Linked DNA regions of Sus scrofa: regions 1, 3, 4, 5 and 6 are each linked to region 2. Evidence: chromatin contacts called from public Hi-C, HiChIP or PLAC-seq and promoter capture Hi-C data. All regions are on one chromosome and are shown on one strand. The core of a region is the stretch at or near the end of the contact, and the rest is flanking DNA. Distances in the headings are between cores, read along the strand shown. Region 1 holds the start of SERHL2 (serine hydrolase-like protein 2). Region 2 holds the start of ARFGAP3 (ADP-ribosylation factor GTPase-activating protein 3). Region 3 holds the start of POLDIP3 (polymerase delta-interacting protein 3). Region 4 overlaps SERHL2 (serine hydrolase-like protein 2). Region 5 holds the start of LOC100524254 (NADH-cytochrome b5 reductase 3-like). Region 6 holds the start of TTLL1 (probable tubulin polyglutamylase TTLL1).

Region 1 (4,141 bases), core at 1,040-3,539, 250 kb after region 2:
CAGCACTGCTGGGAAGTGCTAGGAGCGGGCTGCTTAATGTCTCTGTTGTCAGTTTCCCAGTTTCTTCGCAGTTGTATTTCTAGCCTGAAGTTGCATCTGGTACATAGCAGGTGCTCAGTAAATGTTTGTTCAATGAATAAATGCATGAATTATCTGAAATGTCATATTTTTCACTCTCCCATGCCTTGGCATATGTTAATTGCTTCAGTCTAAAAGCTCCTACTCCTTGCAGCAGTTACCTTTGGATGTGTGCCTAACTCGCAATAACTCTCTTTTGGGGAGCTGTCTCCCTCCCATCCACAAAGTCACCAAGGTGGGTCTGAGGGAGCCCTATTCCTGTCTTGGACGCTGCCCCTAGACCATAACCAATTTCTGGGGTGGGGCAACCTGACCCAAGTTGGGCCAAGGCCTCTGCCCCAGCAATTTGGAATCAGGGTTTGATATTCCAGCCTTACTCTGGGCTTGTCTTCAGAATGGGACACATTTGGGGAAAAAAAAAGGGGGGGGAGCCACAGTATGACTGTCAACTACCCCTGCAACTTAAGTAGCAGGGGGAAAAATTCAGATGTGCAGAGAGCAGAAGAGAAAGAAACAGGCTATGGTCAAGGAGTGGAGGGTGTGCTATGATGCACCACCCTGGATCCTGCAAGGGCCGAGCCGTCATTCCTCCAGCCCGCGGCGAATGTCAGCTGTGACAGTTGAGTTCTTCCCTGAGACTCGCCCCTCATGGAAGGGACCTGCCACGTCCGAGGACATGGCCTCCCCAGGGCATTCCATCACCACGGACCGGTCCTTATACCCCAGTCAATGCCCTCGCCAATGTACAAAGGGCTGGTGACAACCATCCCAGCTCCTGAGCTTCCCATGGAATCGTGTAAGGTTCCCAGCTGAATCCAGGTTCAACTTCTGCCCTGCGCAGCTGCTCTGATTTGCTAAAAGGCTGCTTCCTGAGAGGCTGAGCGATGAGTGTTCTGTATGCATGAATAAGAGAGTGCAGCTCTGCTTCCCAGGGCACCTAACCCAAGACACGAGGCTTACAGTGCAAAGGCACTGGTGGTAAAACAACTGATGATTGCTGTGATGAGGCAGAGGTTCTTCCCAAGAAGCACCTCAGCTTCCTTGCTGGCCCTAGCGAGGGGCCTCCTTAAATTAACCTTTCCTAAATGAAACATAGTTTGCAGGTCAGGGTGGTAAGCATTTTGGCCTCCAGCATAGCAGCTGAGACCCCCAGGGCCACCTGGAGAGGGAGGTAAAGTTTGGCCTTGGCACCTGGTCCTTTTTACAAATCTCTCCCGCCCCCCAGCCCTAGGGTGGGCATGTGAAGTGCTGCACCCAGCCCAGCCCCCTTCTCTCATTCAATGTGGATTGAGGGGCCACGAGGTGCGGGGCTCCTTCTCTGACCCATCTCGCTGTCAAAGTGCCCTGGACCGGCTCCCATCTCTGATCCCTGCGGCAGGCACGCACAGGTGCATTATCTTCCACCAGTGGCATTTTCACCATGGGGCTTCGTCTTGGTTCCTGTTTCTGGTTTCAGGGAATTTCCTCCTCTGGGGATTCAGCAGCTCAGTCCCTATGTAGACTTTGGGGAAGACTCCAGGCTGAAGGCGTCGTAGACACTCAGAGGCCCTCAGATGGTCCAGAACCCCTGAGAGGTTCCGAACCCCTCTTGTTGCAACTGAGGAAACAGAGTATTTGAACCAATCCTGCAACCCAGGACAGGCAGATGGGGAAATGCTTTCCACTGACTGAGGTTCAATTCGATTCTCTCGACACCCAGCATCTGCCGCCTCCCGCCCTTGGGAGGGTTTCCAGGAGCGAATCTGATTCTTGGCGCGCGCGGGTACCGTGGGGAGCGGAGCGGAGGCGCGCGGGGGCCGCGCCACGTCCCGGGGGCTGCGGGTGGGTCCAGAGCCGCTCTGCGGCCAGGGCGGCCAAGAAGAGGGAGAAACTCGTCTCCACCGCGCCCCCCCGCCCCCAAGTCCCGTTCTCCCTCTTTCTAGAAGCCCTCCTCTATCCTGGCTGCGACTGTGCGACTCTTTTTTTGGCGAAAGAAACCTTACCGAATCGAGGGCACTAGGGCGGCGGCACCAAGGGAAGGCAGGGTGGTGTCTGTTGGAGGCTTTTATCCTTGGAGCGTAGAATTAGAGGAAGAGCCCTTCCGCAGACCCCGAATTCCCGCTGCGCGCGACGGCCCGGGCCGTGGCAGGATCCCAAACACTCAGTGCCGCGTGGACCTTGGGCGGCGGGAACCTCGGACGCCGGTCGGCTCCCAGGAAGCCCTGCGGCCCCTCTCGAGCGGGGTTGGAGCGCCCCCTGCCGGCCCCCCGCCTTACCGCAGCCCCGCGCGCGGTCCTCCCCGGGGCGGATGCAGGGACCCCGGCAGGCGGCGCTAGGATGTAGGGGCTTCCTCCCAAGCCTGCCATCCCTTCGCACTTAGGCTGCAACTGATTCTTTTTTAAAAAGAAAAAGGAAAAAGGGCCTTTCCCCAGACCTCTGTGTGAGGCAATGGAGAGGAATACACCAACACTCCGGTGGCGTTCTCTGAACCTTTTTCGGTTCCAGGACCACTTTGGGGTCAAAGATTTTAAGGCAGGGATCCTCTTACAAGGAGCTGCCTACAAGGTATTAAAGAGCTTTGGGTTGGACAATCACTGACAAGTTAGATTTGACACTTTGGATGGGGCTTTAGACATGTGTGACAAACAGAAGAGTGGTTTTATTTTTACAAATTGGTGTTTGTTATTTTGATTTTTAGTTTTCTTTTGCTTTTTTAGGGCCACATTTGCGGCATATGGAAGTTCCCAGGCTAAGGGTCAAATCAGAGCTGCAAGCTGCTGGCCTAGCCCACAGCCACAGCAACATCGGGATCCAAGCTGCATTTGCGACCTACACCACAGCTCGCAGCCACGCCAGATCCTTAACCCACTGAGCAAGGCCAGGGATTGAGCCTGCATCCGCATGGATACTTGTTGGGTTCGTTACTGCTGAGCCACAATGGGAACTCCACAAATTGTTTCTTTTTTAATTTTTTAACATTATAGTTGATTTATAATGTTCTGTCAATTTCTGCTGTTCAGCAAAGTGACCCAGTTATATGTGTATATATATATATACATTCTTTTCCCCATATTATCTTCTATCACGCTCCACCACAGCTGATTGGATATTCATTCAATTCATTGCTTATCCATTCAAATTCGGGGTTTGCATCTACTACTCCCAGTACCCCAAACTCCCAGTCATCCCACTCCCTCCCCTTTGGCAACCACAAGGCTGTTCTCTATGTCCATGTGTTTGTTTCTGTTCTGTAGATAGGTTCATTTGGCCACACCTACAGCATATGGAAATTCCTGGGCTGGGGTCCAACCCAGAGCTGTAGCTGCTGGCCTATGTCACAGACACAGCAAGGCCAGAACTGAGCCACGTCTGTGACCTACACCACAGCTCACGGCAACACTGATTTTTTTTTTTTTTTTTTTTTGTCTTTTTGCCATTTCTTGGGCTGCTCCCACAGCATATGGAGGTTCCCAGGCTAGGGGTCGAATGGGAGCTGTAGCTGCCAGCCTACACCAGAGCCACAGCAACGCGGGATCTGAGCCACATCTGCAACCCACACCACAGCTCATGGCAACGCCGGATCCTTAACCCACTGAGCAAGGCCAGGGATCAAACTGGCAACCTCATGGCTCCTAGTCAGATTCGTTGACCACTGAACCACAACGGGAACTCCAACACTGGGTCTTTAACCCACTGAGCAAGGCTAAGGATCAAACTCGTATCCTCATGAATACTAGTTGGCTTCATAACCCACTGCACCACAACAGGAACTCCAAAGCTGAAATTCCTGTAGGCCAAGGTTGAGGTCCAGTGAAGAAGAGGACTCCGATGAGACTGCCTAGTTTGGTCAAGGACAGTCTTTGTCACTTTCCATAGTAGCAGTACAGAGCTGCTCTGTCCTTTTCACAGCGGATTGTCCCTCTTGATGGGCATTTGAGAGCAGTGAGGAGAAGGTTTTATAAATCCAAGTTATTTTCAAGAAAACAAATATGAAATGGGAATTACTTTTTCAAAAATAATTAATGTAGCATATAAAGAAATAATATAATAATCTGAAGTTCGTTTTATTTAAAGAATTCTGGGA
Region 2 (4,094 bases), core at 777-3,276:
TAAATATTAATGACAATCCTAAATCTTTTATCCCATTAAAGGAAGTAATGATATCAGCTTAAATTTCTATCTTTTTAAAAAAATCAACCAATAACATAATTATTTAAATATTTTACCTTTTAAAATGGGGGCATTTGTGAATTTCCAAAAATATGAAACCAAGCAGGACCCTGTGGGGCTCTCCTGGGTGCCAAAGCCCCTCTGTGTCCCCCATTTCTGGTTTGTGAAAAAGGGCTTTAGTCTCGCAGGACTTCCCTGAGCTCCAAAGAGCAGATTCAAGCAGTTATTAATTAGGGAACTGAAAGGACTGAAGACACAGAGGAAAAACACTCAAGAAACCAGTTCACCGATAAAACAGTCCCAGTTCCTCCGTAACAACTGTCATCCAATCGGATACATATCTTTGCGTTGTTCTGCAGAAACTAAGACCCCACCCACCCAGGTGGAGGATGTTGACGGCATGGGGACCACAAGCACACCGACCACAGACTGGCTGGAAGCAGAAGGTTCCTGAAACATCACCCGTTAACTCACCACCCACCAATCAGAAGGAAGTTCAAGAGCTAAAACCCTCACCCCAATGTTGTCTTTGAAACTCTTTCCCTGGAAACCACCGAGGAGTTTGGATCTTGCTCGGTGCCTACAGTAAACACGCACCACGGCATCAGTAAATTGGCTTTGCTGCTCAGTGAGCAAGAAGAGCCAAGTTCAGTTCAGGAGCAAGTGCGCTGCCTTAGCCTACAGGGGTTGGTGGAAATCAGATAAGGCTGCTCCTGATTCCAGGAACTCAGTTTCTTTGTTTTGTTTTTCCCAGGCTAGGGGTCAAACGGGAGCTGCAGGTGCTGCCTAATACCGCAGCCACAACACCACCAGATCCAAGCCATGTCCTCCACCGACACCAAGCTCACAGCAACGCCAGATCTTTAACCCACTGAACAAGGCCAGGGATCGAACCTGCGTCCTCATGGATAATAGTCAGATGCGTTTACTGTCGAGCCAGGACAGGAACTCCTCAAGGGTATATACTTTAACTCAGTACCAGGAAGAACTTTCAAACAGAGCTGTCTGCAAAAATAACTTACTGTTCTGGAAGGTAATAAATTTCCCTTCCTTGGCAGAGGTCCAACTTCCCCCAGGGTTTCTACTCACACAGGTTGAGTGAACAATTCCCAGCCTCTAAAAGCAGAAAGACCACTGCCAAAGCCTTTTCCAGGGCCTCCCTGGCAGCCGCTCTCCTGTGCTGCTCAGCGCTGATCCCCCCTCTCTCATCCCATTGCACAGATGAGCAGACCAAGCTTTAGCGAGGTGACCCGAGCAAGGTCACAGCGCTGGGAAGGAGCTGGCTGGACCGTGCATTTGACCCCAAGACCTGTTATCCTTCCCTGAGCCGCAGAGCCTTACCTAGGGGCTCCACATCCACTAATGCAGAAGAGGCACCTTTCTCCAAGCGTTAAAACCCTCTGGCGAGTAAGGGTAGGAAAAGGCCAGCTTCTTTTCCTGTCTATATTTATCCATTCTGACCCGGCGCCTTTCGCCTCTGGAGAACTGCTACTTGTCACTGACACACTCAAACTGATACTGTAAGAAAACCAGTTTTCGGCATTGGAGGCTTCCCACTCAGCGCTCAGCTTTAGCTTACGGGAAAAAAAAAAAAAAAAAAAAAAAGCAACTAGAGAACCCAGCATCTGGACTCCCGGATGCCGCAGGAAGGCCCTTGCCTCTCGGTTCCTCCTTTGCCACTTGGAGGAGCAGGTTCTGCCACCCTCACAGGGAGGAGGCCAGAAGACCCGGCGAAGAAAGCAGTCGGTCAGCCGACGTGGTGGTCCCCACTGAGGTGCTGGTGGGCGCAGACCTCCGCGGGGCCCGGCTTCCACACCCACAGCCCGGCGCGAACGGCGAGCGAGACTCCTGCGCACGCGCGTGCAGCGCCGGGGGCGGGGCCTGAGGGGCGGAGCCGGCGGCCCCCCCGAGCCTGGGCCCTAGGGGAGAGCGGCGCGTGCGCTCTGGGCGGTGGGCGGGGCCTGGGCGGGGACATCGAGAGGCGGGGTCGAGCGTCACGCGCAGCCCCGCCCCTCCGCCGTCGTCTACCTCCTGGAGGCGGCAACCGCTGCTGCTCTGCCCTTCCCGGTTGGCAGGGGCCAGCTGCGCCTCGGTTCTTTGGTGACCATGGGGGACCCGAGCAAGCAAGACATCCTGACCATCTTCAAGCGCCTCCGCTCGGTGCCCACCAACAAGGTAACGGCCGCCGGGCGTGTTCAGGCTTGTTTGGCATCCTTGCTGGACCCCGCGGGCGGCCCCTGCGGCGGCAGTGGCCACGGCCGCGGGAGGAGGAGCTGGCCCGGCCTGTGACACGTCGCACTGTGCGGCCGCAGCGGCTGGGCCTCGCCTGGGTCCAGACTGTGCGCCGCCCCCCCAGTCTCAGGAAGGGAGAGGCAGAAGAGGGGGCGCACACCGGGGTCCAGAGCAGGGCAGGCACCGAGGGGCCCTGGGTGCCGGAAGTGTGAGCATCTGGGGGTCCCGGGGGCGGACATTTGTGGGTTCCTGACACCGGGCCGAGGAACTTAAAGGAGGACGGAGGCGGCTTTTGGGGGTGGCAAAGTGAAGTGGCCCCTGAGTTCCTGAGAATACTGAGGGCTCATACACGGGACTCCTGCGACCTGGAGCAGACCCCGGACACCGTAGGCCACCTGTGACCCAGCCGGGAAGCGTGCACGGGGCAGAAACAACAGCTGGTAGCCCTGGGCGCTTGGGAAAACTCGACTCACCCCCTTTCCCCCTCGAGCTCACCTCTGAAGCTCCTCAGGGGCGCCTGTTAGAGCCTGGATTGTTCCCTGTGCCCTTTGGCGGCAGCCTCAGCTTCCCTGTCCGATAAAGCTGCTAAGTGGTCACTGCAGTGGCTTTGAGCTCTTTTCTCTTACGAGAAAGCCCACCACAACCCTTTCCCTTCCTAACCTTTGGGTCTCTTTGGAGATTGGGGTTTTCCTTTCTTTTTTTCATCTCCAGAGCCTGTTTCCCCCCCATGACTCTTACAACTTTTGGCTCCTGGCTGGAGATGGGATGACGCATGGGGCTAAAGTGACACCGTCCGCGGAGGATCACAGATCGGAGTGGAACCTAGACAGTGCAAAGGGCTGTCGTGTCAGCATGGACTCTCCCCTCTGCTCCTGTGACAGGAGTTCTGTCTGGTCCCCCCTGTCACCTCCACCACAACAGCTATTAACCAGTACGGTCATGCGTCATGACCCTGAAGTCCCTGAGTTTTACAGAATTTAGATGTCTTTGTTTTAAGTCTAGGTGGAGGTGAGCCCATATTTTTACAACCTAAGAGAAGTGAGAAGGAAAAAGATGACGGTAGGAGAGTCAGGAGGAGAAAGGAATTCTCCAGTGCCAATTTCTTTGCTATTTTCTTGATTTTCAAATGTAGATTGACCTGTTTATAAAGAGTGGTTGCTGTAAACCAGACTAGATTAAGATCTGCTTAGCAGTGTGGAAATTATATTTTTTGTTTGCTACATCTCAGAAACACAACGTGTGAACTGATCAAAGGGAAGGTGCCCCTTTTAAATAAGTCAATGAGTTGATACCAAAAACACTTTTGAGGGACGTGTATGCTTTCTTGTAAATGTTTATCCAGATCCTGTGACTTTCTAACTGTGTCACCTTGGGCAGGTTGTTTGACGACTTTATACCTTTTTTCCTCATCTGAAAATGGGCATGAGCTGGGTCTAATTCAGAGGGTTATTGTGAGGCTTACATGAGAAAATCCAAGGAGTTCCCACTGTGCAGGGTAGGTTAAGGATCCAGCCTTGTTGCAGCTGTGACCTTGGTCACAGCTGTGGCTTGGATTCGATTTCTAGTCTGGGAACTTCCATGTGCTGTGGGTGCAGCCATAAAAAAGAGAGAGAGGGAAAAAAAATTCAAGAAAAACATTTATTTATTTATTTTTTATTTATTTATTTTTTTTGTCTTTTTTTGCTATTTCTTGGGCCGCTCCTGCAACATATGGAGGTTCCCAGGCTAGGGGTCCAATCGGAGCTGTAGCCACCGGCCTGCACCAGAGCCACAGCAACTGGGATCCGAGCTGCGTCTGCAAC
Region 3 (4,484 bases), core at 1,942-4,441, 180 kb after region 2:
TGACCCAGTCAGGCATAGATAATATACATTCTTTTTCTCACATTATCCTCCATCATGTTCCATCGCAAATAACTAGATATGGAGTTTCCGCCGTGGTGCAGTGGTTAACGCATCCAACTAGGAACCATGAGGTTGAGGGTTTGATCCCTGGCCTCGCTCAGTGGGTTAAGGATCCAGCGTTGCGGTGAGCTGTGGTGTAGGTTGCACAGCGTGGCTGTGGCTGTGGCGTACGCCAGTGGCTACTGCTCCGATTCGACCCCTAGCCTGGGAATCTCCATGTGCCGCAGGTGCGGCCCTAGAAAAGACAAAAAAAAAAAAAAAAAAAAAAATACAGTTCTCTGTGTGGTACAACAGGATCTCATTGCTTATCCAAAAATATGGAACGCTCCACGAATTTGCATGTCATCCTTGCACAGGGGCCATGCTAAGCTTCTCCATATGGTTCCAATTTTAATATATGTGCTGCCGAAGTGAGGGTTGTTTTTAAAGTTGGGCAGCAGGAACGCCTTCTCGGAGGAGACGACATCTGTGCTGGGGTGTGAAGAGAAGGAGCTGGCCCTGCTGGGGTAGGTGTTCAAGGGGGAACAGCAAGGGCAAAGACCTTGTGGTTAGAACAGGCTCGTGGAAGAAACTTCCAGAAACAGATCAAAGAAGGCAGGTGGCTGACAGGACAGAGGGGATGAGGCTGGGGAGGGAGGCAGGATGAGAGGGGTGTTCCAGAGGGAATGACCAGCAGCAAGTGCAAGGGCCCTGGGGCAGGGGCCTGCTGGCTGGAACACCGAAGGCCAGTGTGGCTGGAGTGGAGTGAGGGGGAGGGGACGGTTCACAGAGGAAGCCTGGGGGCCACTTTCTCCTTTCATCTCTCATCTTCCATTCTGTCCCTGGGCCTCACACATCCTGGGACAGGCTTGAGTTCTGGTGGGCAGGGAAAGGACTCAACCTGGGACAACTAGGCCCTGATGGCCCTTCTCCACACCAGGGACTCTGCCGAGCACTTGGCACACATTAGGTCTCCTCCTTCCTGTCCTCGTCGGGAGGATAAGATTGCTGTACACCTGCCTGAGCCCACAAGAGGCTGTGTTCTGGAGCTGGGAAGAAAGGCCTGATAGGACCTGGTCCGTGGTCTGCCTCCTCATCTGTAAAATGGGTAAGCTACAGTGATTCTCCACCCTCTCGGTCCCAAGGCCATTTTAAAATAACATTTATAAGAGCGCTTTACTCTTCTGAAGTGAATTCGGCGCTATCACCTATCCACACAGAATTTTAAAAAAAATCAACACAAAGCTTCTACATTATAAAAGGGGGAAAAAAAAAAGGAAAGGAAAGGAATTTCTAAAATGCTGCACATTTCAGCATGTAAAGGCCCCCGGAAGCCGGATGGGGAGTGGACATGGGTCCCTGGGCTTGCGGCTCCCAAAGCAGCGGCGCCTCCCAGCTCCAGCCACAGGGGTGCGGTTCTCCCTGGCGGGGCACAATTCTTGGTTAGTTTCCAAACAAGGCAGGACCCAAAATTCCTTCAGCTACAGCGCAGCTGCATCGCTGGCAATTCCATGTTTGCTCACATCGGGCAGGAAGTCCTGCACGTTCACACAAGAAATGGAACAGGGAATTCCCTTGTGGCGCAGCAGGTTAAGGATTCCTCGGCTTGGATCATTGTTGTGGCGTGTGTTCGATCCTTGGCCTGGGAACTTAGACGCCAAAAAACAAGAAAGAAAGAGGGAGGAAGGAAGGGAGAAAGAAAGAAATGGAGTGAAGCCCTGGCTCAGAGGACTGTGAGGGGCCCTGCCTTCCTGGCGTATTGGCAGCGTTGGGAGGACCAGAGGGCTGTCCCGCCCCAGTCCCCGCCTTCACGTGGCTGGATATGTTGTCCAGACAACCAAACACACCCCACAAAGCTCCGAAATGCCCCTGGCAAAGGGCCGCCCCACTGACAATCAGAGAATTAAATGATAGCAGCTAACCACCCTACGATTGCAGTAGTTTAAGAAAAAATTTTAACTGACTTCTCTATACTTCATTTATTTCGTGTGAAGGCGTGATAGGCCTTAACTTCTGCAGCGCCCTGGTCCCTCCTGGTTCCTCCCGCCAGGCACTGGGTCTTGGCCTCTGCACCTCTAGGAGGGAGCACTCAAGGGTCCTACTTTACTGCTGAGACAAGGAGGACCAGCCCGCGCCCGGTCACGGCTGCGCAGGGGGACCTGGATTCCCCTCCTCAGGCGGGGGCCCAATCCCAGACCCTCCGCCCTTACCAGCTCATTTCTCCACGGCCTTTCTGATGCCAGATTTTTCATCATGGTGGGATAGTCTGTCAAGAGCACGTTGGACTTAGTAAATAACAGCAGTAGTAACTCACTGGGCACGAAGTCCATGCTTGGCACCGTTCTAAAGGGGTTGCACGTATTTTTTTATTGACTCCACAAAGACATACTGAACACCTACCTCATGCCGGGGTCAGAAGTGGAGGCTGCGATTGCATCAAGGAAAAGGCAATTCCACGTGGCGAGCACCTCATTTAATCCTCGCAACCGCCTGTTACTTGCCCGACTTTCCAGATCAGGAAAAACGAGGCACAGAAAGGTGACGCGATTTGCTTCTGAAGACCGCAGAGCCTAAAAGTGTCTACAGTTTCCGCCCTACTTGCCATTTTTTTTTTTCAACCCCAACAAAGCAAAAAACGAATCAGTTCCGAGTTCAGGAAATCTAATAACACACAACTACTTAATCCTCCATGTTCGTCAAAGTTGGTCTGCTTTTCAAGTGTAAAGGGGGACGGGCAGATCGCAACTCCCAGGCATCCCGCAAAGTAGGCGGGTCACCTTAGGGGCGACCTTTACCCGCTCAAAAATTCGTCTCACATTAGCAGTGAGGACTCGGGCGTCACCCCGAATCGTTATTTTCCTTACTCATAAGTTTAAGGCATAAAAATGTAAACGTCCATACTTCCTAGGTAAGGAATCCCATTCTCATTAGCCATACGGTGAATATAAAAGTTGACCGTTAAACCGAGAACTTCATCCCGCTGACGTTTGTCTTACTCATTTAGTTTTTCATATCTCCTTGTATTTTATTTGGTCCTCGGAGAGGGTAGGAAACGACAGGGATACGACCCCCCGTATGCAAATCAGAAGCTGGCCTCGCAAAGGCTCACGGGGAGAGGCCCGCCTCTTCCGGCCCCTGCTCGGCCTAATCTGTCGCGAGAGTTCGTCAGCCGAACGCCGGAAGCCGCTAGTTGCTCCACAGCGGCCGAAGGGGCGGGCTCGGGGGCCGAGGGACCCTGAGGTGCTCGCGGCCTGCTCGGCGGTGCAAGATGGCGGACATCTCCCTGGACGAGCTCATCCGGAAGCGCGGGGCTGCTGCGAAGGGGCGGTGAGTAGCCTTTTCTCCTTTCGGGTTTCAGGGCCTGAGTCCTCGCGGGGTTCGCGCTGAAGAGGGAGCGGCCCGGGCGCGACGCGGAGGGCCGTCTGCGCCCGCCCCCTGCCGCAGCCCCGCTCCTCATTGGCCGCGCCGCCGCCGCCGCCGCCGCGGGCCCGGCCGCCAGGCCGCCCACTGGCTGGAGGTGCCGTCGCTCCCGCGGGCCAAGGGAGGCCGGAGGGGCCGCAGCCGCCGAGGGGCCGCGCTGCGGGGCTGGTGGGAGCGGCGCGGGGGGCGGAGGGACGGGCCGTCCCCCGCGGCCCGGGATTCCCGGGGTCGCCCCGGCGCAGCCCCTCCTCTGAGGAGACCGGCGCTGCTCCGCGATCCCAGCGCGGCCTTGAAGTTAGGACGACCGAAGTTTGGCGGGGCAGTGGCTTGCTCGGGCTCTGCCGGTCTCTACTGCCGAAGCCGAGCCCCAGCCCCAGAGCTGGTCCAGGTTTCCAAGTCCTGCGCCGGCTTCGCGTCTGTTTACACCGCCCCCCCCCTCCCGGGAGCGGTATTTCCGAGTCTGAGCGCTCTCGGGCCCACACGGTCTCATTAGCTCCTCTGGCCGTCCTGTCGGCCAGCCTTTCGTGCTTTCCCCGTTCTGCAGACAGGGCGCTGGAGGCTGGGAGAGGTGGAGTGACTGCCCCGAAGTCCCGGAGGGCTGAGACCGGGACTGAAGGCGCGTTCTGAGCTGGCCGAGGTGGCCTCAGGCTTGGGCAGAAAATCAAGGGAGATGGGGCTGGAGGGTAGCTGTTTGCTGATGGTGCTCAGAAAAGGCGGTTCTGTATCTGGGTGGCGAGCCCCGGAGACGACGTGCAGCTCTGAGACCGCCCTCCTCTAGACCCTCGAGTACGGTTCGTCGTTTCCAGCCTGTAAGAACTCCAGTTCACCCGTATGGAAAAGTGGGAGCTTTGGCCCAGAGTTTTCCAGCACACGGAAAATTAGCTCGGATGTCCTTGTAAACGGCCAGGCTGTTCCATACTGTTTTCTCAGACAGTCATTCACTCAGTAGATGTTTATGAAAAGTGCCTGTGACCAGAAAATAGAGTCTCTGCCTTACTATCCCCCGACCCTCAACACATACATCC
Region 4 (4,453 bases), core at 1,331-3,830, 230 kb after region 2:
GTTGCAGTGTGTACCTGTGCCTCACTCCAGCTTATTGCTGGAAACCAGCCCGTCGTGTGGCTGGAGCATGTTCAGCTCTCGTCTGCCTGTGATGGACCTTTGGGCCGCCTCCAGCACTCCTCACTCGCTTACGAAGGATGCTGCTGTGAGCCACTGCTGTGGTGTGGACAGATGCTGGAATCACACCTAGGCGTGGACCTGCTGGATCCACTAATGGCTTGAGAAACTGCCAGACTCTTCCGAAGTGGCCGTGCCACTTCATGATCCCACGGCGGCGTGTGAAGCCTCTGGTTCCTCCACATCCTTGCCAACACCTGTTGTCTCACTCTGGGAGTCTAGCTGTGCTAGAGGGCATGCAGTGTGTCTCACGGTGGTTTAGTCTGCCCCTCAACCCTTGTGCTTGGCACCGGAGACACAGCTGGGTCCCTGGACATCACAGTTCCTGCCACATCAGAGAATGTTGTGCTGTGGGACCCAAAGGCTTTTCTGCCCGGGACTGGAGGAGGGGAGACTGGCAGATGGAGGAGCGGTGTAGGCCTAGGAGGGTGAGGGGTCCAGGGTGGCTGGGGAGGTGGCAAGGAAGGGCCAGGCCACGGTGACTGCCAGTCTGCCTTACTGGGCATGGCCTGCATGGACCCCTGTGGAGGGTGCGGTTAGACCTTGTCTGCCCCCTGCTGCCCTGTCCTTCCATCGCTTTGCCTGCCTGCCTGCCTTATACCAGCTGCCGGGGGGCCTCCCAAGAAAGCTGGCAGCGTGGCCTCCCGCGGGAGGTTCCTGGCTTTCACCTTCACGCCGGCACTTGGTTCAGACTTACTTGATGAGCAGGACGCGGGCCTGCAGCTGCTTGATGGCGTGTACAAACAGCTCCCTGCTGATGAACTCGAAGCTCTGCTCCGGCTGCAGAGACAAAACCACAGCGAACTCTCACCACAGGGCAGCGGGCACGGCTGTGGGTGCGACGCCCACCTCTCCTGGGGGCAGTGGCGGCCCCTTCGGCCATCTAAGCCAGGACCAAGCCCAGGGCCCAACCACACCATCACCTCAGCAGAGGGCTCTTTGTCCCCCCCTAAAATTAGTTCTCCCTCTTCCTGGTCACAGGGATGCCCAGCCAGAGGACATCCCAGAATCCGCTCAGCCAGGTGTGGTCATGCAAAAAAAACGCAGAGGCTGGAGTTCCCGTCGTGGCGCAGTGGTTAACGAATCCGACTAGGAAACATGAGGTTGCGGGTTTGGTCCCTGGCCTCGCTCAGTGGGTTAAGGATCCGGCATTGCCATGAGCTGTGGTGTAGGTTGCAGACGTGGCTCGGGTCCTGTGTTGCTGCGGCTCTGGTGTAGGCCGGTGGCTACAGCTCTGATTTGACCCCTAGCCTGGGAGCCTCCGGGGGAGCGGCTCTAGAAAAGGCAAAAAGACAAAAAAAAAAAAAAAAAAAAAAAAGATTTCAGGGCTGAGGTCTGGCCCCTTCCCACCTCCCTTCCCGGTCCGTTGGCTGCCCTGCAAGCGCTGCCCAGCCAGCCTGGGCTCTGGCCTCTGCAAATGGAGCCCACCTGTCTCCACCAACCATTTACATGAGCAAGGAATTTGCTTAAGCCACAGGGCAGGGTACACTGCTGTCTCCATGGCCCCTGCTGGCCTGACCCTGTCTTATGACCATTTAAGAGGGCTCCATCTGTGCTCTCCACATGGTAGCCATCACCACATGTGGCTATTAAGTGCCTGAAACAGGGCTAGTCCAGCCTCAGATGGGCTCTAGGTATAAACTGCACACTGGATTTTGAAGACTTAGTAAGAAAAAATATCAAATAGCCCAGTGATTTTTTATGTTGATGACATACTGAAATGGTAACATCTTGGATATGCTGAATTAGTGTGTGTGTGTATATATTTACACACTAATAATATATACCCACCCCCCACGGCCTATGGAATTCCCGGCCACAGATCAGATCCAAGCCACAGATGAGACCTAAGCAGGAGCTGCGGCAACACCGGATCCTTCACCCGCTGTGCTGGGCCAGGAACCTACGTCCTAGCACTCCTGAGACACCGCTGACCCCAGTGTCACAGCGGGAACTCCAGAATGTTACTAAAGTTGTTTCCTCTCACTCTTCTCATGGCCACGAGAAGATGTGACCTTAACACGCGCTCGCATCACACTTCTACTGGACGGGCGGCTCCAGTCTGAGAACCTTCTGAGGGCAGGGGCTCTCAGCACACGGCGCAACAGCAGAGGGGCTGTGTGTCCCGAGCGGCTAACTCAAGAAGCTCCACAGGGACTGACTGGGTCACCTGATGCCCAGTCCCTACCCCATGGCGGTGAACCCACAGATCCTGTGCAGACACACGCACACAGCTGTCTGGTCACAGCCACGACAAAACCCAGTGTCCTTGCTCTGCCCTGACCGTCCCGGCCATTCCCCGCTCCTCAGGCTACAATGACCTCGGGACCACGTCCAGGAACAGAGGTCCCCTGTCATCCAAGGCCCCACAAATGAAAATTTCCTGAGGACCCAGACAGGCCACACGTTCGTCTTCCCCCAGAGGATTCAAGCAGCTAAGTAACAGTGTCACCATCAGCAGCCAACAGGAGGTGGCGCCAGGACCCAGCTCAGGCACAGACTGTCCCCTCCCCGCCAAGCCTCTCAGTGTGGCTTTAATACGCTTCTGTGCCAGGACGGGGGCCTCTCTGGCTGGACGGCTCGGTCAGGCCCACGGCTTAATTATGTGCCGGTCCCTGAGGCCCAGACGGGGATGCTACCTCCGCTCCTGTCGCCGGATGTGAAAATCCAACACAGGGTTTGTGCCGCATTGTCCTCAAAGGCGACAACAGGAGGGTGTTTCCCCGAGAGGGCCTTTGAGCACAGCCTGCCTTTTCGCTCTCTCACTACTGTCTTTTGATGAACAGAAATTCTCCGTGTTAGTAAGCCCTACTTATCAATACTTCCATTGATTCGTGGGGTGTGTGCTGTTCTACTTACAACCTCTTTGTGTAGCGGAAGGTCATGAAGCCATTCCCTGGCTGTTCCTCTGGGGAAGAGAGGAAAGTGGCTCCCTACCTCCCCAAACGTGAGAACAAATCCCAGCTGGACCCAAACCAAACTCAAACATCCCCATCTGCTTGGCTGATGCCCTGGTTCAAGCCTCACGTCCGAGCCAGGGCCCGGGCGACAGCTCAGAGCGCCCCCTGGCTGCCACCTCAAATGGCAGCATTCTACCCTTTTAAGTAATCAAAATAAGAGCACTTGAAGTGACAGGTCCCTTGACACATGTGACCCTGGCTAGTCCTAACAGCAACCCTACCAAGGCAGGCACAGGAGCTGGCACCTCCTAGCTGCTCATCAACTGGCTGAGGGAGTGAATAGACGAATAAGTGAACACACTTCCTGCATGCAAGACAACCGAAGTTCAGAGAGGCTAAGTGCCTTGCCCAAGGTCACACAGCCTGTATGTGGCAGAGGCAACTGGGTTGCCACAATGCTCCTGTCATAGACCTCCAGACCGGCTACTGGTTTTTAAGGCCTTTTATTGTTTTTTGTTTTTGTTTTGCTTTTTATGGCCACACCCGAGTCACATAGAAGCTCCCAGACTAGGGGTCGAATTAGAGCCACACCAGATCCGAGCCAAGTCTGCGACCTACACCGCAGCTCACGCCAACGCCGGATCCTTAAGCCACATCCTCATGGACATTATGTTGGGTTCATAACCTTCTGAGCCACAATGGGATCTCCTAACATGTGTGTATCTAAGAGAACTGAAAGCAGAAGTTTGAACCGACAATCTGTACACTGGCGTTCCCAGCAGCGCCATTCACAGTAACCCACCCAGTGTCTGCCAACGGACGGGGACATCCGTTATTATTCAGCCATTAAAGGAAGGAAGTTCTGATACAGGGCGACACGGATGAACCTGGGAAGGCAGCCAGACACCAAATGCCACACCCTGTATGACTCCACCCATGTGAGGTCCCTGGGAGTCAACTGGTCATCAGGGGCTGGGGGAGGGGAATGCGGAGCCGGTGTTCAGTGGGTAAGGAGGTGTAACTGGGGGTGATGAAAAATGCGGGGGCGGTGATGGTTGCACAACATCACGGCTGTATTGATTTCTATTATACATATAATTATATCATTATTATTTTATGGCATAGGAAGTTCCCAGGCCAGGGACTGAATCTGAGCCACAGCTGCAGCAACTCCGGATCCTTTAAACCACTGTGCTGGGCCGGGGATCAAACCCACACCTCTGCAGCAACCCAAGCTGCTGCAGTCCAGTCCTTAACCCACTGCTCCACAGCGGGAACTCCTCGTGAATGTATTCAATGCCACTGAGTGGTCCCCTCATGAATGGTTTAGATATGACGCATATCATGCCATGTACATTTTACCACAATAAAAGAAGAGGCTGGCCGTCGGGAGGACACAGTACTCACCCAAGAGATCCTCCGGTCTCTGTTCATCA
Region 5 (4,213 bases), core at 1,039-3,538, 150 kb after region 2:
TCTACAAGTGGGTATGCTGATGTATACGACAGTGTAAGACAGAAAAATAGATTCCATCCTAACTGTGATTTTGTAGGATTGTTTGTTGGACTAATATTTATAGCCTTAAGCTAAACAGTATTTCTGTTTGTTTATTTACTGCCATTTAGGGGATGAGTCTTTTGAGGAAAAGACCTGCGTGGGAATCTTTCAAGGCTTGTGAGGATGACTCACAGGAGAAAGCCAATTTAGTCAACTCCAAGTTTCACACGGAAAAACAATCTGGCATCGCACATCCACATTCATGAGAGCCATCATCAATGCAGGTGTAACAACACGAAGAGAATCAAAAGTGAAGAGGGAGGAGTTCCCGTCGTGGCTCAGTGGTTAACGAATCCGATTAGGAACCATGAGGTTGCGGGTTCGATCCCTGGCCTCACTCAGTGGGTTAAGGATCCGGCATTGCCGTGAGCTGTGGTGTAGGTCGCAGATGCGGCTCGGATCCCGTGTTGCTGTGGCTGTGGCGTAGGCCAGCGGCTGCAGCTCTGATTAGACCCCTAGCCTGGGAACCTCCATATGCTGCGGGTGCAGCCCCAGAAAAGACCAAAAAAAAAAAAAAGTGAAGAGGGAAAATGCAGAGGTTTGGGGTGATGTGCTGCTCCCCTGGCCTCCGTGGAAGGTGTCTCTGGAAAAGTCACCTGTGCCATGGGTGCCCTAGCAAGCACCCAGCTATTGAAACTTACTGGCTGCATATGCCGCCAAACTTTCCAATTTGATTACTTCCTTTGTCATATTAAAATTGTGATTATTAAAACTGAAATAAGGCCTAACTGATCTGCTGTGACATTGACCCTCCCGTGCTGTGCTAACAGATCCCTCTCCCTCCTTCCCTCCGTGTGCTCTGCCTAGTTTTCCCTTTTAAAACCAGCTGGTCAGGAGTTCCTGCTGTGGCGCCACAGACCGGAGGCATCTCTGCAACACCAGGATGTGGGTTGGATCCCTAGCGCAGCACAGTGGGTTAAAGGGAAAGGATCTGGCATTGCTGCAGAGCAGCGGGATCTGAGCCCTGGCCCTGGGAACTCCATATGCTGTGGGGCAGCCAAAAAATAAACCCCCAGTTGGTCAGAATTCCCTTGGAGTGCAATGGGTTAAGGATCTGGTGTTGTCACTGCTGTGGTTCAGATCACTTCTGTGGCACGGGTTCAATTCCTGGCCCTGAACTTCCACATGCTAAAAACAAAAACAAAAAACCCCATCTGGTTCCTGCCCCCCCCCAATCCTCCAGGGCTCCTCACACTCCGCCCCCCCATTCCCAGTTCCCTCCACCTGGGTCCCCATACCTTGACCTCACATCACACCACTGTCCCTCCAACTCCCTCTGGCCTTGCTGACCCTGCATCTGTCCACTTCATTCCTACTTCCAGGCTCTGCTCAGTTCGTTGTGCCTGGAAGTCCCAGTTGTTCTCTACCTGGTCAGCAGCACACTGCAGGAACACACTGCCTGCTGCAGGCTGCTGGTCAAAGTACCAGGAGCTCACATTTGGGTCCAAGACCATTCCAGAAAAGCAGAGAGCCCCCTGGGGCCAGCATGGACCTACCCAGAGCAGGTGCTCACTGTGGAATTCACTCATTCAACAAGTATTTATTGAGCACCCACTGTACGCTAGGCTCTAGGCAGGCAGGGGACTTCGACGCAGAGTCCTGCCCTCAGGGAGCCCGCAGTCCACTGGGATGGGCAGACCCTCCCTGAGGAAATAAACAGGATGACCTCAGCTACTGCGAGGTCCTAGGGGCTGCCTGGAGAAGGGGTCAGGCCTTGCTGAGGAGGAATCCTTTGTCCTAAAGCCCCAGCAATAAGCCAGTGCTGAGCCTGAGGCGGCTGGGACAGCGTTCCAGGGGAAAGGCCTGGAGGTGGGACCGAGCTGAGCGCTTTGGGGAACAAGAAGGCCTGTGGGTCTTCTCAACGTGCTCAGAGACCTGAGATCAGAGACCTGAGATCCGAGCGCGACGGAGTTTCCGGATTGTATTTTGGATCCCATCAATGGGGGGGGCGCCATCAATGGGGGGGCGCCATCTATCCCCTTTGGGATGGCAAACGTGGCCCACCCCAGGCCACACTGCGGTCCGGAGCCCCGCCGGGGGCTCCGGGGGCGACTGCAGCGGCCCCTCCTCCACTCAACGCGCGCCCGGGTCCAAATACCGCGGGATTCCCCCACGTCTCTCCACTTTCCCCGCGGACGGAAGCGGGCGGGGCGGGGCCTCGAGCTCGGCCTCCCGCCCCCCGAACCCCGATTGGGCCGCTCTCGGGCCCGCCCCTCCTCCGAGGATGACGCGACCAGGGGGCGGGTCCGGGGCGCGGCAGGCAGGCGGTCTCGGCGGCGGCGGCGGCGGCGGCAGAGCGAGCGCAGAGCGGCACCACCATGGGGGCCCAGCTGAGCACGGTAGGCGGGGAGGAGGCGCCGGCCGTGGCGGGGCGAGGGCCCGGGGCGTCGCTGCGGACCGGCGGGCGCCGAGGCCTCCTCCGCCGGCAGCGCCGACTGCCACCCGGCGCCAGGGGCAGGGGGCGGCTCGGGCGCAGAATCCCACCCCGCCCCAGCCCGCCGCGCCCGGCGGACACCAAGGGGCGGTGACTCACGCCTGGGCCTGTGTCCCCCCAACCCCCGGGCCCGGCCTGCCGGCAGAGGGGCGTCACCCGGAGGCGGGCGGCCGAACATTCGGGGCGCCCCGCCCTCCGTCTCGCCCTCTGCCCGGCCCGGCCCGGCCCGAGCGTTAAGCGGAGGGGTGCGGATGTGCGCGCGCGAGTGGTGAGCTAGAGCCGAATGAACGCGATTGGCGACCCTGCGTGTGAGCTAGTTTGAGTGTGACTGAACACGTGTGAAGTGTGACTGAACTAGTGCGTATGTGTGTGAGAGCGTGTGACCAGGTGTGTGGGTGTGTCGTGTGCGTGTGCAGGAGTGGGTGTGGGGGTGAGAGACTGAGAGTGAACGTGTGTGAGTGAATAAGTGAGCAGGTGTGCAGGAGTGTGAACGTGTGACTCTCTGTGAGTGTGTGCATGTGGAGTGTGTGTGTGTTGTGTGTGTGAGTGTGAGACATTGCCGGCGTGCACAGTTTTGATTGGCATCCACCACCACCGAGCCCTCTTGGTGCGCTGCAGCTAGGCTCTGGCTCTCAACACAGCAAACCTGGGGTCTGTGCTGCTGGCCCAGTTCTACAGATGAAGAAATGCCACTCAGAGGTGGCCACCTGCCCGGCTGGCAGGGCCCGAACTTGCAAGGCTGCAAAGTCCACTGTCATGCTGTCACTTTGGTTTGGCCCAGGGCTACCCATCTCTCCCCCAGGGACACCTCCTTGCAGATGTCTCAGAAGCCACAGTGGTGACCAAGGGCTTGTGTTCCACATTGAGGCTATGGCCAGAGGGCAGCCCAACACCCCACCCCCAACTCTGGTCCCCTGGTGCTGGCTGGGCCCGTGGGGAGGGCTGCCCCTGGGAAGGTTAGGCCCAGAGCCTCTGACCTGGTTGCCTCCTCCGCCTCCACCCAGGGCCCTGGGACTTGGCTGGGGCCTGCTTCCTCCCTCTGACTGTGAGGTCCCCCTCTGGGACTAGACAGAAGGCCTCATGGCCTGGGTGTTTGCTCCTGAGCATGTGGCCCTGCCCAGGCCTCGGGGAGGATGTTTAGACCAAGGAGCGGCCTTGCCCAGGGCATTCCGGCAGACGTCACCCCTGCTCCATATAGCGTCCTGACTGTGTTTCCCAGAGACCGCTTCCCCCTTCACTGCTCGGCCTCCTGACTCCATCCAGACCCCCACCCCTGCTGTTTTCCCACACTGCTTCTCACCTTCCAGTTGGGTTGGTTGGATTTGTCTCTGCGTCCTCGGGATGTGGCTGCTTGATGTTTTTGCCGAGTAGCCAAGCACTCCTTGCAGCCCCTCTGCAAGGGCAGAGCCCTCCCTGTCTGGGCATCAGAAGACCTTCACCAGCTCCTGAGCCTCTTCTGTCCAAGGGGTGGGTGCAGTCGCCCTTCCTTGGAGGTCCTGCTGGGATCCCTGCTTGGCCCGAAATGCCCACAGCAGACCCCAGCCCTGCCTCCTGGGGTCTGTGGGAGGCCCTGGGCATCTTATCTGAGACATGCAGGCTGTGAAAGAGGCCTCCTCCCACACGCGGAAGGGAGAGTGCTCAGGGGTTGGCCCCTGAGTCTGCCGGCCACCTGAGGGCACGTTGGAGGCTTAACCTGCC
Region 6 (4,108 bases), core at 496-2,995, 200 kb before region 2:
CAAGCCTTCCAGTGTTTTGGCTGCTGGTGATGCTCTTTGGAATGGCATATACTCTGCACAGGGCAGAAGGACATGGTAAAACATATTAAACACCTTCCTGGGCGCTATTCACCTAGGAATTTAAACTCTTTTCCATCTTGAGAGATGGAGATAATTATTCCCTTTTTTTTTTTTTTTTTTTTTTTGTCTTTTTGCCATTTTTTTGGGGCGCTTCCACAGCATATGGAGGTTCCCCGGCTAGGGGTCCAATCGGAGCTGTAGCTGTCGGCTTATGCCAGAGCCACAGCAACGCGGGATCCGAGCTGCATCTGCGACCTACACCACAACTCACAGCAACGCGGATCCTTAACCCACTGAGCAAGGCCAGGGATCGAATCTGCAACTTATGGTTCTTAGTCGGATTCGTTAACCAATGAGCCATGATGGGAACTCCTAATTATTCCTGTTTATCCATGAAGAAACTGTCATTGAGAGGCTGGGAAAAAACCCCAAAACAACCCTGACAGGGAGTTCCCGTGTGACTCAGCAGAAACTAATTGGTCTAGTATCCATGAGGATGCAGGTTTATCCCTGGCCTCAATCAGTGGGTTAAGGATCCGGCGTTGCTGTGAACTGTGGTGTAGTCACAGATGTGGCTTGGATTTGGCACTGCTGTGGCTGTCACGTAGGCCAGCAGCTGCAGCTCTGATTTAACCCCCTAGCCTGGGAAGGTCCATATGCTGCAGGGTGTGGCCCTAAAAAGACAAAAAAAAAAAAAAAGGCTGGAGGAGTTCCCTGGTGGTCTAGTGGTTAGGAGTTGGTTGGCACTTACACTGCTGTGGCCTGGGTTCAATCTCTGGTGTGGGGACTGAAATCCCACATGAAGTTGCTGCGTGCTGCAGCCAAAATAAAAAAATAAATAAAAATTTTAAAACAAGAGGCTGCGATTTTCCTATGCTCAACAGCTAGACTGTAACTGAGCAGGGAGGTAAATTCTGTTTCTCTCCTTTCACACTGCCTCCCAGTGCACCTTCATGACTGACAGATGTCTGGGGTACATGCCCTTCTGTTGTGTATTAATTCAACAGGAATTTAGCAACTAATATATCCTCTACCAAAGTGCCTTTCAAAAAATACTTTCATAATCTTCCCAACAACCCTTCAGCATAGGTGCTGTTATCTCCATTTATAGACAAGAAACTGAGGCTCAGAGAATGACATGACCAGCTAGTGGATTTTGGGGTGAGGATTCAAACCAGGTCTGGCTTCAGTTTTAAAATTCTCATGGGCCAGGCTGCCTCTTCCTAACAGAAAGAGTTAAAAAATCCTACTTTGAGGAACTGCACCTGTCCCGCACTCACACTTCACAAATGAGGTGACCTTTGAGTAGGCCATTTATTGATTACTACTTGCTGAGCGCAACCTGTTAGGTTATCCTTACAAAAATTCCTTCGAGGCAGGTGCTGCCAACCATCCCAGTTTAACAGATGTTGAAGCTGAGCAGAAGAGATGAGCGGACTGGACCCAGGGCCCAGCCATCACACCCCTCTACCTTGCACTATCAGGGTCGAGACTGCGCCCCGACCCCTCTCGACTTCATTTCTGGGCTCTGACGTTTGTGGAGACGCCGGGGTGGACCGCAGACTCCTCGCACGATCCCAGCCCCCGGCGCCTAGCGGGACGCCAGGCCAGGGGCTTAGAAACGAGTGGGGAAAATCTGACCCCGGAAGCAGTCTTGGCGCCGGTAAGGCCGCGTCTTTGGTTGCCGGGGCGCCGCCCCGGAAGTAGAGCGCGGAGGGTGGGTTCGCTTGATAGCGGGCCGAGTCCTCCCGCAGGAGCCGGAGTGGAGCTGGAGGCGGGGCCGGGGTGCGGCGCGGGGCCGCCGTGCTCCGCGCTCCTGGGCGCCCCTCCGGGCTGGACGCCCACAGGTAAGACACAGCCGCCGAGGCCATCGGCTCCCGGGACCCAGGGTGTGGCGGGGGGCGAGTGCGCATGCGCGAGCGATTGTGGCCGCTGGTCTACGGGGCCGCTGCGGTTGGGTTTGGATGCTGGACCCGCGTCCCTCCAGCAGCCTGCGCTGACTACTGTGCCTCTCTTCCTCCTCCGAGTTCCTGTGACTTGTTCCTCCTGATCCTTGTAATTGCATTCTTCTTCTTATTCGTTATCTCAGAATTTAATCGTTGCTGGTTTTTTTCATTCATTTGCAATCTGTATTGTTTCTGTTGGCATCTTGCAGAGCGCGGTGTACCTGTGGGTTGAGTTCTGGGCAGGAGACAGGCGACAAGTGTTCTCTGCCCTGCTTATCTCTCTCTGGAGAACTGGACCTAGGCATTTCTCCTCCCTGTTTCCCCATCATTAGCGGGGGGTGACGGTCGCGGTAGTCACCCTAGAGTGATTGGGGCAGTACAAGGAATTCATTCTTTTTTTTTTTTTTTTTTTTTTTTTTTTTTTTTTTTTTTTTGGCAGGAATTCATTCTTGAAATAAAAGTATCTTGTTGTTGTAAACCCTTTGTGGTTTGCAAAGCGGTCCTTTGTTCAGGAAACATTTAATGAGCATGTTTGGGTGCTGGGTTGTGGCAGTACAAAAAGATTGGCCCTGTCCTGTGCTCAGGGAATTACAGGCACTGGTTATTAGTTAAGGTGGAGCATGGCACTGTCACCCTGAGGGGGTGAGGAGATGGGCAGAAGCAGTACAGTTGTGACCAAATGCTCTGGGTGATGTAAAGTCGTCGTTTATACTGTTATTTAAAGATGGCTCCTTTTCCCTTTCAAAAAAGACTAGCTGGAAAAGAAGGCAGATGTCCTAGGATCTTTCCTAATTTTAATTTTTTTTTTAAATTTTTATTTTTGTCTTTTTATGATTTCTTGGGCCGCTCCTGCGGCATATGGAGGTTCCCAGGCTAGGGGTCAAATCGGAGCTGTAGCCACCAGCTTACACCAGAGCCAGAGCAACGCAGGATCCGAGCCGCGTCTGCAGCCTACACCACAGCTCACGGTAACGCCGGATCCTTAACCCACTGAGCAAGACCAGGGATCGAACCCACAACCTCATGGTTCCTAGTCGGATTCGTTAACCACTGAGCCACGACGGGAACTCCGTAGGATCTTTTTTTAAAATAGATTTTGTTGAAACTGATTGTGATCAATATTTGGGGTAGTAGAGATGGGGCAGAGAGGTTGCTGTTTTCGATGACTGGACCCAGAAGAGTGAAGCGACTGCATGAGTGTATGTTCTTCCGCCTGCTCGCTGCCCTGAGAGGTTGTGGGGGCTTTTTTGTGGGAATAGTCGGAACTCTAGGAGGTGAAAAGCCTCCTGGCAAAGTACTGTCCTCCCAGGGTCGGAGGCCCAGGGATTCCCGAGATGTTCCCTCTCTCAGCGGAAACCAGCTCAACTCCTGGTCTCCTGCTTCTTGCCTGAGCAAAGCTGTGGAAGTGTTTATGGCAGTTACTCCCCGTGTCTCTGCCCAGTTGGGCTGGGCTGTGCCTACTTTACTGCTTGGCACTAAGGAACAGCACTTCGTGATGGTGCGCAGAGGCAATTCATGTCTTTATTTATTTATTTTTGTCCACCCGCGACATGTGGAAGTTTCCGGGCCAGGGATCAAACCCATGCCACAGCAGTGACCAGAGCCACAGCAGTGACAAGGCTAGATCCTTCACGCCTTGATTTTTGTTAATCCATCAAATGTTGATTGAGTGCCTGCTATTACTAGACACTGTTCTGGGTGCTGGCCTTTCAGCAGGAGATAAGGCCGAACCGCATTCCTGCTCTCATGTTGTGACATATATGTGTCAAGACAGATTGTCACGAGGAACCACATACAGGAACTAGACCAGTCCTTTTCAAATCTGAGTGTGGGTAAGAATCACCCGAGAGCTTGTTGAGATACAGGCCCCTGGGCCCCTGTCCCCAAGAGTCTGAGTGTGTACATTATTGTGAATGCATGGCGGGGGAGCTGGAGAATTTGTATTTCTTTCTCTCTCTCTCTCTCTCTTTTTTTTTTTTTTCTTTTTTTTTGCTTTTTAGGGCCACATGTGTGACATATGGAGGTTCTTAGGCTAGGAATTGAATCAGAGCTCCAGCTGCTGGCCTACACCACAGCCACAGCAAGGCAGGATCCAAGCCGTG

What was found. Promoter capture Hi-C pulls out the DNA fragments that hold promoters and counts their contacts. A called contact is a pair of places that touch in the nucleus more often than the background predicts. HiChIP or PLAC-seq counts read pairs in DNA pulled down with a chosen protein or histone mark.
Region 1: a Hi-C map of subcutaneous adipose tissue shows a contact between it and region 2, with 2.2 times the contacts expected there. The contact joins the promoter of SERHL2 here to the promoter of ARFGAP3 in region 2. A contact is called at or near these places in 6 of 47 Hi-C or Micro-C datasets (heart right ventricle, liver, mesenteric adipose tissue and 3 more) and 2 of 2 datasets of contacts at active chromatin or transcription factors (alveolar macrophages and skeletal muscle).
Region 3: an H3K27ac HiChIP or PLAC-seq map of alveolar macrophages shows a contact between it and region 2. The contact joins the promoter of POLDIP3 here to the promoter of ARFGAP3 in region 2. A contact is called at or near these places in 3 of 5 promoter capture datasets (fetal liver and liver), 4 of 47 Hi-C or Micro-C datasets (embryonic fibroblasts, epiblast stem cells and liver) and 2 of 2 datasets of contacts at active chromatin or transcription factors (alveolar macrophages and skeletal muscle).
Region 4: a contact with region 2 is called in a promoter capture Hi-C map of fetal liver, with 3 times the contacts expected there. The contact joins the enhancer-like site here to the promoter of ARFGAP3 in region 2. A contact is called at or near these places in 2 of 5 promoter capture datasets (fetal liver and fetal skeletal muscle), 8 of 47 Hi-C or Micro-C datasets (alveolar macrophages, embryonic fibroblasts, fetal heart ventricle and 5 more) and 2 of 2 datasets of contacts at active chromatin or transcription factors (alveolar macrophages and skeletal muscle).
Region 5: a contact with region 2 is called in an H3K27ac HiChIP or PLAC-seq map of alveolar macrophages. The contact joins the promoter of LOC100524254 here to the promoter of ARFGAP3 in region 2. A contact is called at or near these places in 2 of 2 datasets of contacts at active chromatin or transcription factors (alveolar macrophages and skeletal muscle).
Region 6: a promoter capture Hi-C map of fetal liver shows a contact between it and region 2, with 5 times the contacts expected there. The contact joins the promoter of TTLL1 here to the promoter of ARFGAP3 in region 2. A contact is called at or near these places in 4 of 5 promoter capture datasets (fetal liver, fetal skeletal muscle, liver and 1 more), 4 of 47 Hi-C or Micro-C datasets (embryonic fibroblasts, epiblast stem cells, liver and 1 more) and 2 of 2 datasets of contacts at active chromatin or transcription factors (alveolar macrophages and skeletal muscle).

Annotation. Positions count from the first base shown.
Region 1 is chr5:6,237,522-6,241,662 of Sscrofa11.1, forward strand. SERHL2 (serine hydrolase-like protein 2) reads right to left here and starts at 2,290. Exons shown (of 12, transcript XM_021091434.1): 1 at 2,061-2,290.
Region 2 is chr5:5,992,111-5,996,204 of Sscrofa11.1, forward strand. It overlaps ARFGAP3 (ADP-ribosylation factor GTPase-activating protein 3), which reads left to right and starts at 2,027. Exons shown (of 16, transcript XM_003481526.4): 1 at 2,027-2,235. The coding sequence starts at 2,167. It overlaps LOC110260619 (a long non-coding RNA gene), which reads right to left and starts at 1,930. Exons shown (of 2, transcript XR_002343865.1): 1 at 1-1,930. It overlaps LOC110260620 (a long non-coding RNA gene), which reads left to right and starts at 2,242. Exons shown (of 2, transcript XR_002343867.1): 1 at 2,242-2,500; 2 at 3,004-3,467.
Region 3 is chr5:6,171,252-6,175,735 of Sscrofa11.1, forward strand. POLDIP3 (polymerase delta-interacting protein 3) reads left to right here and starts at 3,192. Exons shown (of 9, transcript XM_021091426.1): 1 at 3,192-3,366. The coding sequence starts at 3,308.
Region 4 is chr5:6,218,426-6,222,878 of Sscrofa11.1, forward strand. It overlaps SERHL2 (serine hydrolase-like protein 2), which reads right to left. Exons shown (of 12, transcript XM_021091434.1): 9 at 4,425-4,453; 10 at 815-897. Among named protein-coding and RNA genes, the nearest start is that of RRP7A, 12 kb to the left of the region's middle. Within about 2 kb of position 2,581, at least 30 of the 83 cell types and tissues checked have an H3K27ac peak or open chromatin away from gene starts, as enhancers often do. A contact at or near this core is called in alveolar macrophages, fetal liver, omental adipose tissue and 3 more, where this site is marked.
Region 5 is chr5:6,143,942-6,148,154 of Sscrofa11.1, forward strand. It overlaps LOC100524254 (NADH-cytochrome b5 reductase 3-like), which reads left to right and starts at 2,289. Exons shown (of 10, transcript XM_003125982.4): 1 at 2,289-2,420. The coding sequence starts at 2,400.
Region 6 is chr5:5,792,015-5,796,122 of Sscrofa11.1, forward strand. It overlaps TTLL1 (probable tubulin polyglutamylase TTLL1), which reads left to right and starts at 1,746. Exons shown (of 13, transcript XM_003481524.3): 1 at 1,746-1,907.